Regions from separate parts of the Mus musculus genome. Here region 2 is linked to region 1. A link is a contact called in public promoter capture Hi-C data. All regions are on one chromosome and are shown on one strand. The core of a region is the stretch at or near the end of the contact, and the rest is flanking DNA. Distances in the headings are between cores, read along the strand shown.

Region 1 (7,635 bases), core at 1,806-4,305:
CCCCCCCCCCAGTAAGCGTTTGGTGGAAGTTGGAGCTTTTGTGTCTTCAGTCTTTAGCAGTGTGTCCGGCAGAATGTTCAGTGGGTATTGGTGGGGTAAGTGATGGACTGAGTTACGCATGCGCAAGAGGATTACCCACAACTCCCTTTCTTCAGAGCAGTACTGGGGATGGAGCTCCTGTGTGCCAACAGTACCACCTCTGTTTTCCCAAGGCATGTGTCAGTGTAGTAACTAATCTAAGATGTGCGACATAGGAATTCTATTTCTAGAACTTTAGAAACACTAATACAGAATTTTGAAAGAACTGTGTCATTTTATTTTATCTTGTGTTTTGAGGCAGGATCTCACTCTGTAGCCCAGGCTGACCTGAACTCACTGTGTAGCCTAGGTTAGCCTGAAACTACAGATGTGAACTACCATACCCACCTCCATATCTGTCTTTATTTATTTTATCTGTCGCTGTCTTCAGACACTCCAGAAGAGGGCATCAGATCCCATTACAGATGGTTGTGAGCCACCATGTGGTTGCTGGGAATTGAACTCAAGACCTCTGGAAGAGCAGTTGGTGCTCTTCCAACCACTGAGCCATCTCTTCAGCCCCATAAACAAGTTTTATCTAAAAATACATATGCACTGTCTATTGTTGGAAAGCTCCCTGTACTATGAGATCATTGGAAGGAAAGAGTCTGCTTTTCACGTATGGGGTGTATGTGTTGGTTGTAGTGTATTGAGTTGTTGGTGGGCACAGATGAGCATGCAGGCACAGAGGAAGATGAGCAGGCTGGGCTATTGGTGTGGTAGTGAACAACTGTAGATGCTGAGCAGACTGTAGTCCTGCATTGAGGTGGTCAGGCAGATGGACAGTCATCTAGTAGAGGCTGAGCGCTAACAGGAAGTGGAACAGAACCTGGCTTTGCTGGGTCTCATCTCCAGCTGGACTTGATTGGCAGCCCGGCAGCTGTCCTCTGGATTTTAGGGAGAAGTGTCAAAGTTTAGAGCAGAGCTGTTTGTTTATTTTCACTGCTCCAAATTCCTGAGACTTAAAGATAAGGGATGAGCCTGTCTTACCTTAAATGGTTAATTTCAACGTAAGGTTACAAGATGGCAGTGCACCAAATTTCTGTTGCCCTGTCTTGGTGGCTTGACCTGAGATCTGTAAGCAGGCCCTTATGGGACGTGCAAGCTCCTTTCTGTAAGATGATAAAGTTAGATGCTTGTTCATTTGGGCTTAAAATTGACAGCTTGCTTAATAGAAGCCTCCAGAAAGCTTATTAAAGTCCCATCGGCATCTCTTTCCAGGCCTTCCAGGGGCCTTCCAGGGGCCAGCCGAAAATAACTGGACCCAGTCAGTCTGGTGCCCTCTGCAGCTACATATTCATGAAATAAAATAAAGCCACTATCTCTTTCTTGGACAATGCACGCTCAGATCTCTTGTGGGAGGAGCACCTCTGGCGAGGCTGGGAGGTGAACTAGGGATGCGCTTGGTTTTCTTCTCAAACTTGAGGGCTTCTGTCTCTCAGCTCCCTCCGTTTATTTTTTGTTTTCCAGCTGTGGAGCCTTCCTGTTGTGCTGAAGGCAACAGTGAATTATTGTTTTATTTCACCCATTTTTTTTTTTAAGATATTTCTCCTATTTTCAATCTCATCTTTTTGTTCTGAAAAATTGGTGGAAAACTTGATTCACAATAGGTCTTCATGTTTTTCATTTCTTCTCTCTCTCCTCTCTTTCTCCCTCTTTTTCCCTCCCTCCCTTCCTTCTTCTTTTCCTCCTTCCCTCCCCCCTTCCACCCCTCTTTTCTTCCTTTCTTCCCTTCCTCTGTTCTTTTTTCCTTTTTGAGACAGGATCTTGCTATGTAGTCCAGGCTAGCCTCAAACTCACTATGTAGCTATGTAGCTCACCATGGCCTTGACTTTGAAGCAATCTTCCTTCCCCAAGTTTCCAGCTGCTGAGATTACAGATGTGCATAATATATAGGTAACTTATTTATGGAATTAGTTTTAGCAAGCACAGGATTTCGGAAAGCAAAAGAGCTATTTCTTTGTTTTTGTTTTCTTTGTCTGGAGGTCACTTGCATTAATGGTTACCAACCAATATCTGTTGAGAACCAGTGGTCCAGCCCATTCTAGCTGCCTACCAGCCTGTGTGAGTTCTTGGGGAGCTGTTCTGAAGGCCAGCCTTGGAAGCAGAGCTCTTCGAGGATTGTGCAGGGTGAGCGTCCCCTGCAGCGAGCTGTGGTTCGGGTTGATGTAAAATTGTAAGCTTGTGGATGTTGTCCCAGGTTTACAGACTAAGGATGTGTGTGTTTGGTGATAAGGTCAAGGATTTACTTTATTTAGTTATTTATTTCTAAATAAGGTGCTTTCCGATTCCCAGGGTGAAAAGGAATTGTTCTGCAAGTGTTCTCTGCTGTGATGACTTAATCTTCGTCCCTTTAAACCTGTACTAGGGAGTGACTTGTGGTGGAGTCTGCTAGGTACAATACATTCAAGCTTGAATTGGGTGGCTTTCTTGGAGAAGTGTGTGAAGCTAACATATTACCAGTTGTGTCAGGAGTCTCTCCCCCTCCCCCCACTTATGCCTTGAGCTTGTTGCATTGAGATTCTATTTGTTGAACAAAGACATTATTTAAATGGCAGCCAGGGAGAAAATTTTTCCTTTAAGGATTTTGTAATATGTAATGGATATCAAAGACACTTGCTGTACCGGTACTGAGGGAATCTGTAATGTGTCTGAGGGGTTAAGACAGAAACATCCATCCATAGGAAAAATGACTCGGTGGAGATTTTCAGAGTGCTAGGGAGTGCTGCAGATCACTTGAGAGGTGAGCGACAAGTCAGCCGGGAAAAGCTGATTGGCTTTTGAAAACAGCTAATGGACATGAATGAAGGACCTTCCAGGAAGGCTGGATTGTTTGAGCGTCAATATTCTAAACACAAACTAGAACAAAAATTCTAAAAATAATCAGGTAATTGTGAAGGAAGGCGTGGCTCACCTTGCGTGGAGTAACGTGAATGGTTTCAGCTTGGAAACCGGTTAGCAGAAGAAAGCGAGGTTTGCCTCTTAGTCATTCTGGCTAAGAGCAAGTGAAGAAGGCAGATTCGTGAGCCCTGTGCTGGGTGCCTCCGAGTTCTGCGGCCTCAAGAGCCGATACCTCTGTGAGGAATGAGGTGAGGTGACTTGTGACTTCCCTGTGGTCACACAGGTGGGTGTCGGTGGGATCCTGGGCTCACAAGCTTCAGTCACGCCCCTGCCCCTCTGCCACCTGAGAGCAGACTTGGCACATGAACTCTACAGCGAACTGTAGAGACCTTCACCTGGGCAAAGGACCAAGTGACTCCATCAGAGAGCTAAGCCTCGTGTCTCTGACTTTGCTGGAAAAAGCTGGATTTGGAATTTTTAGTTTTCAGATTTTTTTTTAAGAGAGCTTTATACTGATTTTTAAATGAAACGCTCTTAAAGGGACAACTTTTAGGTTCAGAGTCCTTTAACTAGTCGTGTAATATTTAGTCTTATGCCTTTTGGAATGTTGAAGGAATGTATTGAATTTCAGAATGAGGCCCTGGGTTTTGTCAGTGTCTCCTAATAGAAAAGGGGGAAGCATACCATGTACTATTCTGAAGGGTGGTCAGTAAACTCCAATTATATGGGGGAATGCACCTTATCTCATTTCCTACCTCGGCCACTATTCCTTTCTGCTTGCTGAATTGCTGAGCTCAGTTCAACTGTTCCCTTTATCTGACATCACTAAAGATAAGGCTTCAAGGCGGCCTGGTTGATCTCCAGTTCTAGTCTGTTTCTCCTCTGCTCCCAGTAAATTCTGACCCTGCTATGGTGGCTTTGTGTGTGTGTGTGTATTCCTCAAGTTTGCTGAGTAGGTCTAATGTGCATTTTTATTGACTGATTAGCGAGATAGCTTCTGTACCCCCAGGAACTTTCCTTTGTCACCCGTTCCTTCTTTCAGGCTCCAGAGCCCCACCATTCACTTTGATTTCTGTTGATGCAAATTTGCCAAGCTATCAACCTCCGACTTGCTAATCTTTCTGGAGCTAAGGTTCATTTGAAGGTCACTGGTGGGTTTTTTCTTTCTTTCTTTCTTTCTTTCTTTTTTTTGGCTTTATTTCTGAGAACGGGCCATAATTGCCTTGGAAGACTTGTGTTTGTGGTGGGTTTGTGCCTCGGCCTGTCATAGTTCACTTCTCTGAATTGAAGATTCAGACAAACAAACAAACTCAACCCAGACCCAAACACTTCAACCCAGAGCCCTCCAGGCTTGAGCTGCCTGAGGAATTTCCGTGTTTCTGTCCGCCCTTTCTGCTTTCCTTACAGACAGACCGACCTCCTCAGCCCCTACCTTCTTTCTGTCCTTGTGTGGAGAATGTGGTTACACCACCACATAAGAAGCACTGGGGACTGTTAAAGGCTTTGATGAGTTTCTTTTCTTGTGGGATGGGGTGGCACTCCTTGCTGCACAGAAGTAGGGTGAGATGGGGGAGGGAGTGTTGGTTTTAGAAGCCTCCACCCCTGCTTCTCTCTCCTCCCCCTCCCACTGGTAAAATATGTTCTTGGCGTGTTCTATCAATTGATTCCAAAGAGAATGAAAATGTCCTACCTTTTCCAGGAGAAGAAAGGGTGTAGGGAGAACACGGAATGCGTTGTCAGGCACTAGGAAGTAATAATTTCCCGCCTTCAGCTCACACTGTAATTGAAGGCAGGAAAAAGTTTGCCTGCAGATTTCTAAATTCTATGACCATCTTAGGAATACGAGATTGCTCCTTGGCAATGTAAAACTATTGATTGACATGGAATTTCAGTTTTGTGTCCTTAACTTACAACATTTAGAACCTTAGCTTCTGGGAGGTGAACACTTTTAGAGTAGGTGGCTGTTGTGGTTTAAATGTGTACCAAGTTCATGCCTCGGCCACCGATCCAGTCTTCTCGTGTTGACAGAGGGGTGGTTATTTATGAAGACCTGCTCTAAGTGTCTTTGGCATGGCTGTGGGTTTATTGTGAAAGTCAGTTTGGATCCTCCTGGTTTATTTATGCTCTTGCTGTGGGATGCTTCCATTGTGTTACAATCCACAAGAAGACCCTTACCAGGTAGGTACCAGCAGGCTTTGGGATGTCTCAGCCTCCAGAACCTTGAGCCAAGTCAATTTCTGTTTATTTTAAATTACTCAGTCTGAATATAGCAGCAGGAAATGGATCAAGATAGTGGCTAACTAGAGTAGTAATAATGAAATTATGGAGTTTGTAGAGAATATAGGTAAATCCTATATATAGTCATACATGCCTATATCCATGCAATGCCTGGGAGGTGGGATGGAGGTCAGAAGTTCAGAGTTACCTTAGGCAGCTGTGGGAGCCCAAGACTCAACAACAGTCCTTAGGGAAGTTTAAGCTGTTAAAAATATTTTGACAAAAGGATTCGAGTTTAATTTATTTTAAACTCATACCAAGGAAATTGGGGTTGGTGAGATGGCTCAGTGGATAAAGGGACTTTATTCAGCCTAGGGACCTGAGTCTGATTCTTGGAACTTGTATAAGGGTAGGAAGAGAGACTTGACCCCATAAAGCTGTTCTCTGACCTACAGACATGCACAAGTATATATACACACCATGGCATGTGTACCCACCACATGCATGTGTACACAGTAATGCATACAGTTAATGGTGGTGTGGTTGCCTGAGGCTTGTAGTTAATCTGCTCAGCTGCGTTTCTCAGGTGTTCCTGCTCATCACATCAAATAGTCTGATAGGTCTAGTGACTTCACCTGTGACTGGTGAGCCTGATGCTTTTAGGGGCTAGGGTAGAGGACAGTGTTAAATCCCCTGGGACCAGAGTCACAGACAGTAATAAGATGCTTGATGTAGGTGCTAGGAACTGGACCTGAGTCCTTTGACAGAGCAGCAAGTGCTCATAGCTGCTGAACCTTCTCTTCATCCCCTGAGGTTCTATGTTTGTTTTTTTAAAGACAGGGTCACACCATGTAACTGGCTGGCTTGGAATTCATTGGGAAGGTTAGGCTGGCCTTGAACACGTGGAGATTGGCCTGCCTCTGCCTCCCGAGTGCTGGGATTAAAGGTGTGCATCATCACGCTCAGCTAAGTTTTTGACTTGTGTTTTAATATGAGATCATAATTTGATACAAGCGAGCATCCTAAGAATTTTCCTTGCAGTTGTTCATGTTGGATGTGGGGAGAAGCTGGGATGAAGGTTATGGGGTGGGGACTGATGACGCTTGTTAGATGCCTTAAGACCACTTCGTGGGAAAAGTGTTGCGATCAGGAGACCGCATGCCCCAGATTGACTTTGTAGATCACTTCTATGCAGAGTTGGAATTTATAGTGAGTATTTTAGATAAACACATGCAATAGAAACTTCCCAAGAGATTACAGATTCTTAGAATTTTACAGATTATGAAAGTTTATGGAAACATCTGTAATGCAGCTGTGATAAAGTTTGTTTACTTTTATCAACTTTAGAAGTTCAAGCATGTTTACTGCTGTCGTCAGGGTTTTTACCCCATGCCGAGATAGAAGTTAGCACTGACCTGTGGTGGACATGGGAACCACTTGGTTTGGTAGTCATCTTGAGAAGGCTTTGGTTTTTGATGACATCCCGTGTAAAACTGGGCTGTGCTGGCCCAGACGGCAGTGGTGGGTGTGGATCATGACTAGGGGAGACTCTGGAAACAGACAAACCTTCCAGATGTCTAGAGAATGTGGACTTGCGGCGGCCTGTGCTTGCCGTTCTTGTGTCTGTATCTGTCCTGCTTTGACTTTCATGGTTGCTTTAGGGAAGGGCCCGAGGACCTGTTTCTTAGATTGGGAAATAAAATGGAAGTTAACGTTTTTCTGGAAGCCTTTTAGTTGGTATTGGCTTTTCTGTGAGAGAAAGAGACCGAGAAGCCGTCTCAGTCCCTTAAGGCCGACTGTGGGTGGGGGCGGCCTCGAGGATGTGGCTGAGAGGTAACGGAAAGCAGATTCATTCATGGCTCTGGTGAGCTTCAGTTATGAAACGGGCCTCCAGTGCCCCAGTCAGCAGCCTGTGAACCATGCCTGACTGAATGGGTCTTGGTTTTGAAATTTACAGATTGCCTGGATCCCCACTGTCTCCTTGGCCTTCTTCTCAGATGCAGCTGTTTTTGTTACTACATCATTTTGTGTTTTAACTGGCTGGTTACTTTCCCAGTCCCTTTTATGGTGAATAATGACACATGGAGCTTGAACACCCAAGTGTGTGGCTAATCAAACAGGAAATCTCAAGGAAGCACAGAGAAACAAAAGACAAGACAGGAAAGGTCATTCATGAGCCTAGGCAGTAGACATCTGCGGGAACATCTGACAGCTTGAGACAGGCTGGAAACTCAACCAGTGGAATGTTTTATGTGGGACTTGCTGTTTTTCTTATGCATTGGAAATATTAAGCCTTAATAAATTAGATAGAAGTGAAGGTGAAAGAGAGAGAGAGAGAGAGAGAGAAAAGAATGTGGCATTCTTGCCTTTCAAACGGGAAGGCAGCTCTGGCCGCAGGGTGCCTTGGATCTAAAAGTCTGATGTGTCCTGTCTGAAGCAGCAGTGAAGCTGCATGTGGGGTGAACGAGTGACTGGAGGTGACGACCGGGTTAAAAGATG
Region 2 (7,635 bases), core at 2,451-4,950, 430 kb before region 1:
TAGTTTAAGAATGAAAACCATTCTGAATGACGCTGATGCTGTGGGAAATGTAGCTCATTTTTATCTAGTTTTCCTATTACAGATTTCTTATACTAGACGTCCTAAAATTTCACGAAATGTCACGAAATGTCACGAAAACTAACTGTTTCTTTCTCCAATATTCTATAATGGTACTTACCTAGTAATTGGCACCTTCTGGTAATCTTGGTCCATCTGACTTTATCCCAGGTGAGGCTGGTCACCCCCACACACTGTTCTTTCTGTTCGTTCTCTCCGTCCCCCTGCGAGTTTTTATTGAAGCAGTGCGGTTGAAAAAAGAAAGTTGAAGTACGAACTCAGCTTTGAGTTTCTGGGAATGCAACTTTTGGCTGTCACTTCCTCATTGCACATTCATAAATGGCTGACTCACAATTTTGTTTCCTCATCGGAGGACAACAGTAAACAGGGCCATTGCAGACAGTGTCTTAGGGAATATAGCAAATACTCCCCCCACACCCACTCACCACTGCAGGGAGTGCCATTTAGCCCAGGGGCCTCACTTAGCTCCAGGTTCACTCATCAGGCACCCCTTGTTAACCTGAACATCTAAATAGCTGTATCTGCTACAAACTGTGCAAAACCTCATTCTCTGAGATCTACATCTGCAGTATATTCTGAATACGAAGCACCAAAGTTGTTGTCCAAAGCATTTGTGTAATGGGTCCTAACTGCCACTGGCTGTGAGGTGAGTTGGTGTAATGAAAAGAACAGAGGAGGGAAGAAAATCAGGGGACTCTGATATGGGAGGGAAAAGCCCACTCCAGAACAGAGCCCTGCAGCAAACAAGCCCGAGCTCACTTTCATTTTCTCCTTCCTCGGTTCAGAGCTGCGCCAGAAGCAGAGGACATAAATAAACAGTGTAAGAACCGTGACAGCACCCGTGGAAGCGCTTAGGAGCACAGGGACACAGCCAAGTTGCTATCAGTCCCAGCTCCCCAGTCCTCCAGACCTCTTCATCCTTGCCCCGACCCAGGCTGAGAGAGATTAGGCAAGGAACACCTCCACAGCCAGCTCTCCTCTAGCCTACCTTCTACTCCTCTTCTCAGCAGGCATTCCTTTGGCTGCAACAACCCCTACAGAAAATGCTTCCTTGTGGTGAGTCGCTGAGCCATCAGGGAGGAGCCAAGAAAGGAGTGAGAAAACGGAAGAACAGAAGTCATGGGTGCAGCGTCAATCCGGGCACAGCCTGAGCAATCTTCACCTCCTGGAGGAAGACAAGGGCTGTCCCCTGACCTCAGAGGACAGATATGATAGGCTTGTGCCTTCTCTGTTATCACAAGTCGCCTGTGTTCTTGGAAGGAAACAAGGAAATGAACGCACAATCTACTATGTAGCCATCTTGTCTTAGAATTTACTGCTGTGAACACACACCATGACCAAGGCAAGTCTTATAAGGACATTTAATTAGGACTGGCTTACAGGTTCAGAGATTCAGTCCATTATCATCAAGGTGGGAGCATGGCAGTGTCCAGGCAGGCATGGTGCAGGAAGAGTCGAGAATTCTACATCTTTATCTTCAGGCTGCTAGGAAAAGACTTGCTCTCAGGTAGCTAGGATGAGGGTCTTAAATCCCATGCCCACAGTGACACACCTACTCCAACAAGGCCTCACCTCCTAATAGTGCCACTCTGTGGGGTAAACATAGTGTCTTAGTTAGGGTTTTACTGCTGTGAACAGACACCATGACCAAGGCAAGTCTTAATAAAACAACATTTAATTGGGGCTGGCTTACAGATTCAGAGGTTCAGTCCATTATCATCAAGGTGGGAGCATGGCAGTATCCAGGCAGGCATGGTGCAGGCAGATCTGAGAGTTCTACATCTTCATCCAAAGGCTGCTAGTGGAAGACTGACTTCCAGGCAACTAGGGTGAGGATCTTATGCCCACACCCACAGTGACACACCTATTCCAACCAGGTCACACCTATTCCAACAAGGCCACATCTCCAGATGGTGCCACTCCCTGGTCCAAGGATATACAAACCATCACACATAGTCAAACCATCCCACAGCTAATACATGGCAGGCAGAGAGTCTTTTGCCAGTGATGACTGTAAGTGCTGCTTGGACTACAGTAGCTTACTACAAAATTCCAAAGCTCTGGGCAGAGCTTGCTCCTGATGCAGAGAAGGAATGTGTGTGTGTGTGTGTGTGTGTGTGTGTGTGTGTGTGTGTGTGTGTGTGTGTGTGTGTGTGTGCATTACATGCTGTGTGTGTTTGGGCAGGCTGATGGAGGTCAGAAGACAACTTTGGGTGTCAGTTCTCTGCTTCTTCCTGTACACCCTTCCAGGGCTCAAACTCAGGTCACCGGGCTTGTCTGGCAAGCACCTTTGCCTGCTGAGTCTCTAAGTACATTTAAAAGAAAAGGCGTATAATAAGATTTCTAGGTATGAAGTAGTCCCTGGCAGTCCCTATTCCTATGGGCTTCGTGGGTGCCTCGATATATCCCGCCGTTTCTGGTCTGTCTTCCTGTGTGCTATTTTGCTACCTGAACAGATAATAGTAACAAGGATTATGGTGGTGGTGGTGGTGGTGGTGTGGCAGCAGTTATGCTAAGGACAGAAAACATTTGTATAGCTCTTGAGTGTACTTCAGGAACTGTTCTGAGCACTTCACAAATACCAACCCAGGGATGCAAATCTTGTGATAGCTACTGCTTTTCACCCCCACTTTACAGCTAGAGAATCCAGGGAACAAAGCGGGTAAGTAGCTTGCTGTGCTTTGGAAACTGGGCTACATCACAGAGAAGGACGCTCCTGCCTTCGTTATCATTGAAGCCAGATGGGGAACCAAACAACTGCATCTTGTGCTGTATCTTATGATGAAAACCCCACAGGGAAGAGTTAAGCAGATGTGGAGGGGCCGTTAGAGTACTGGGATGGGAGTCCCTGAGACGCAGGCAGTCAGTAAAGTGTTTCCTTTATGAGTTATGGGAGGATGGGGTTTACTGACTTTCCCCGTGGCCTGTTCAGCTTGTTTTCCTTCTATAACTGAGGACCACCTGCTCAGAGGTGACACCACCCACATTGATTATTAATCAAGAAAATGCCCCCCAGGAACATGCTAACAGGCCCAGCTAGTGGGGACAATTCCCCAGTTAAGGTTCCCTCTTCCAGGTGACTTCCAGTTTGTATCTAGTTGAGAAAAACTAACCAGCTGTCCGACCACCACAGCTCTGAGCTGGCACTCTAAAGCTGTTCTGTTTTTGACGGCCACCTGAGCCACAAGTCACGTATGAGTCATCGAAGGGTTACTAATTGGAGTGCCTACACTGTTACCTTTAACCTAGACTGTTAGAATTAGGCACCCAGTGCCAGCCCAGAGCAGGTGACATTAGTTTGTCCTGAGCAGACGAAGTGACAAAGACTCCTAGAGAACACTGGCTCTCCGCCCCACCCAGAGCAGCTAGCTTGTGTTCAGGAAGCTTGCCTGTCATAAACAAATAAGAACTCCGCCCAGAAACCTCTGAGCCTTGCTTACATACGTGATCCTGACAGGCTTGGGGTGGCAGGAATGATCTGGGGTGCGAGGAAACAAAGACTCGTGCGCAACTGGATGCTGTTCGGAAGCAAGAGAAATTCCGCGAAGGACACTTTCACTGTTGTTTTCTAGGAACCAGACAGAACAAAGAGGAGCTTTGCCACAGAAAGCAGAAATCACTCAGATTAGCCAGCAGAGGGCGACGTTCAGCTACTTTTGGTCTTCATTCAGTTCCCTTGTTTGTGTCTTGTTCCCCCAAGGTCATGGGATGGCTACTCTAATTGTTGCCGATTTCCATGGGGTTGTTTGTGTCTGGGGGAAGTAATTCATACCGCCGCTGAGCGGAGCTGCCAGGGCCGTCTTGCTCACCCGTATGTGTGTTCCCTCATATTTAGAGTTGAGCCACAGTTGATATGTTGGAGAATAGGTTCCGCTTACAAGAACCAGCTAGTCCGAATGGGTCGTTTTGAAAAGCTAAGTTTCATTTCCCGCATCCTGGAACCTTCTCCCTAGAGAAGAGCTTTAAACAACCCAGAGCAGACCCCGGAGTCGTTGAAGATCTAACCGATTTGTAAGAGGTAAGGCTGGCGCGCTGGTTTGTTACTTTTTATTTATTTTTTATGATTTCCAAAGCCCAATTCTAAAAATGATTTGAGGCCACTTATAATACAAAATGTGCCTATAATAAAATCCTAAACTATAAACACATAAAGGATGAGAGACCCAGTAATTAACAGAGGAAGGCATCCATCAGATTCCACCAGAAAACTCAACTCTGGATCAAGGCCAGGGCAGGAAGTATAAGTCCCCCTTGTGAAGAAAACACAGTAATTCTTTAGCTGTCACATCACGTGAGCATGGGGGGAGGGGCACCTGGTACCAGCTGTCTGCTTTGGGGAGGGACAAATGCTGGGACAGATCTGCATGGAGGAGGACAGATCTGTATGACAGGAGAGTCTAAGACAGGAACCATGACTTCCCTTGGACCATCTTGAACCAAAGATCTCTTCTGGGTGGGATTTAAACTTTGAAGGAATAATTTACCAAGGGTAGACAGCAGGCACAGGAGTGAGTGGGAAACCTGGACTGGATACACGGAGAGGAAACAAACGGCCAACGCAAATGTAAGGGCATTTTCCCTCTTCCTCCTGAACCACTTCCCACTGTGGTATCCTCGATCCTTCCTTTGACCAAAAAGAACATCAGACTTCCGGCTCACATCCAGACTCGCACTTAGCTTACCAAACCCTTCTGGGAACTTGGGTAGAAGCCAGTGCTGTAACGTTGTACCAGTAGAAGGTTGACCTTCTCCTATCTGCAATGTGTGAGTGGTCTGGGCTGGCTGCTATGCAGCTCCAGCTGACTGGTATCTCTTTACATTTATTGGAGTGATTCACATAAACGCTCTGGCTTCTATGTCTTTAATGTTATAGGATTCTTACAGGAATTACAGGAATTAACATATGCCGAGTATTTAGAGCAGTATCTGCCGCAGACAAGTGTTTGCTGTTTTTGAGCATGTCACCAAGCCGTCTAACACACACTTTTCACACATTTTCTGTCATCACAAAACCTCTCTGAAGCCAATACTATTTATAGTCACATTTTATAATACAAAGTGAGAGCCTGAGAAATTGAGAAACATACTGATTAGCAACCTGCAGACACCAGATTAAAGTCAGTCGTGTGGCTCTAAATATTGCTCCATGCTTTCTGTGAGCTGTCCTGTGAATGGCTAAAATGAAAATTCTCCCTTAAATGGGTGCTTGATGTAAAAAGAAAAAAAAATTTTTTTAAAGATCCACAGATTCTTGCTTTACTCAAAGTCTAAGTCAGTGCCTGAATCTGTGACTGTGCCAGTTAGTCTCAGCGGTCACCTGATTGCATAGGATATTAGCAAAGAGAAAGGCTCTGGGTGGGTCTCTGAGAGTATTTCCTGCAGGCGTAACTGAAGGGTGAAGCCCCTCCCCTTGAGTGTGCAGCATCTTCCAGGTACTGCCAAGATGTGAGGGGAAAGGCTGCAAGCTTTGCCTGCCTGCCTTTGTCCCCTGAAGGTAACTCTACCCTGTAATATAGCACCTAAGCCCCTTGCATCTCTCACCCTTAGCATCAACTACTTAACTTAGGATCGGATACCTAACTTCGGCCTTCTCTTTCTTCTCCTGGACCAATTTCAAGCATTCTATCTGCCTTGAATTTACACCTCATAGACCCTGGATCCCTGAACAGTCTCTTTAACTAAGACCTTCCAGATTGGAAGATAAATTTTAGCCCTAAAAGAACTAAGGAAATCTTGCCATAACTCCTATAGACACTGACTGTGTTAGGAATTGTGTTAATAATTCCAATTTCATAATTTTGAATGTTCACCAAAAATGAATTAATAAACAACAAATTCTAGCCATGACATAGAATTCCACGGGGAAAAGCAAAGCTTTTGAAACTGAAAGAAATTCAGGCTGGAGAGGGCGGTTCCGCTGTTAAGAATACATCTATTCTAGAGGACCCGAGTTCGGTTCCCAGAACCCACATTGAGCGACTCATGTCCACCTTTCATCCCAGCTTCAGGCGCCTGCGTTCATGGGCACAAAGCCACACACCTGCACACATAATTAAACATAGATAAATAGTCTATAGAAGTCAGACAAACCTAAGACAATACATAGTTATAGCCACAGGAGGGCAGCAGAGCGCAAGGGATCGTCTGGCCTTCCTCGGCCCTCGAAAGCACTGCCCCGGCCTAGGTTTCTTTGGCTGTTGCGTTCTCCGTGACATACTGGCTTAACTGATGCCCACATCTTACATGTTATCATCCAGGGTTCTGGAATGCTCCAAACAGCAGATAAAAATATACAGAAAACTGGGGACAAGAACATGCATAACGCAGGAGTCTTTAGTCTGGCAAAAGGAGGTGATGACCTTTTGTCGCATTAAGGAATCGCCATGTTTTTATGTGTGCAAACATCTCCAGCCGTGGAAAATAGGGATTCGGGGCCTTGTGGCTAGCAAGATGGCTCAGCAGGTAAAGGTGCTTGCTGCCAAGGCTGACCACCTGAAATCAACCCCCAAAACCCAAAAGGTAGAAGCCGAGAACAACTCCAGAAAATTGTCTTCCGCCTTTCACATGCTTAGCGTGGGATGTGTGCGTGTGGAGCAGACACACACACCACAGTGTTTCATTGTACCTGGGCACTCCTGTCTCCCTCCCGTCCCCGGTCATGGGCCTCTCTACCCATCTCACATAGACAAACGCCCCACAGTGTAACAGCTCAGATGGCCTCCGGCACCAGCTGCACCAGCTGCACCAGCTGCACCACACATGCTCTCCCCCGTTTAGGATCCGGTCGAGCTGTTGTCTGGATGGTATGAGGTTAGAGCCTGCCTGTTTGTTCCCATATTTTTGCTTAAGCCCTCAGTGTCTGAACCCCTCCTGCTATCACCTGAGAACCCTGGATCTAGGTGTAGGGTGCAATTCTAAGGGGTCTCTACAACCAAGTACTTGAACTCTGATCACACAGAGGACTTGGGGGAGAACTGAAACCCAACAGCATGTCAGATCTGTGTATAAGCAGATATCTATAACACCACATAATTTCTTTTTTTGTTGTTGTTTTTGTTTGTTTGGTTGGTTGGTTGGTTTTTTGAGACAGGGTTTCTCTGTGTATCCCTGGCTGTCCTGGAACTCACTCTGTAGACCAGGCTGGCCTCAAACTCAGAAATCCACCTGCCTCTGCCTCCCGAGTGCTGGGATTAAAGGTGTGTGCCACCACCGCCTGGCTAAATTTTTTTTTCTTTTGAATCAAGATCTCAGTATGTAATCTAAGGCCATTCTCAAACTCCTAAAAGCTAGGGCTTGCAGGCATTCACTACTATGTGCCTGGGCCAGGCTCTTTTCAGGCAGTGAAATCTCAAAGAGCAGGATTTCAGGACTGATGTGACCCAGAAGGCACCAGGCAGAGGAGAAGCCCGGCTCCTTGTGGACTACCCTGCAAAAGCCTTTCAAACCCAGCTCAACCCTTTCGTGCCTTCAGCCACCCACCCCGTCCTGTATCCCCATCCCACAGAATCACCAGAGCTGTGATACCACAGGCCCTCCATACTCCCCTGGACCCTCATA

What was found. Promoter capture Hi-C pulls out the DNA fragments that hold promoters and counts their contacts.
Region 2: a promoter capture Hi-C map of the HPC-7 cell line shows a contact between it and region 1, with 4 times the contacts expected there. The contact joins the promoter of Rnasel here to the enhancer-like site in region 1. A contact is called at or near these places in 1 of 39 promoter capture datasets (the HPC-7 cell line), 3 of 484 Hi-C or Micro-C datasets (the G1E-ER4 cell line, embryonic stem cells and forebrain), 3 of 115 datasets of contacts at active chromatin or transcription factors (effector CD8 T cells, memory CD8 T cells and pancreatic cancer cells) and 1 of 9 other capture datasets (adipose tissue).

Annotation. Positions count from the first base shown.
Region 1 is chr1:153,317,096-153,324,730 of GRCm38.p6, reverse strand. The region is part of intron 1 of Lamc1 (laminin, gamma 1); the gene reads left to right. Among named protein-coding and RNA genes, the nearest start is that of Lamc1, 12 kb to the left of the region's middle. Within about 2 kb of position 3,055, at least 53 of the 459 cell types and tissues checked have an H3K27ac peak or open chromatin away from gene starts, as enhancers often do. A contact at or near this core is called in the G1E-ER4 cell line, the HPC-7 cell line, effector CD8 T cells and 1 more, where this site is marked.
Region 2 is chr1:153,745,491-153,753,125 of GRCm38.p6, reverse strand. It overlaps Rnasel (ribonuclease L (2', 5'-oligoisoadenylate synthetase-dependent)), which reads right to left and starts at 3,700. Exons shown (of 9, transcript NM_011882.2): 1 at 3,519-3,700; 2 at 1,067-1,267; 3 at 179-281.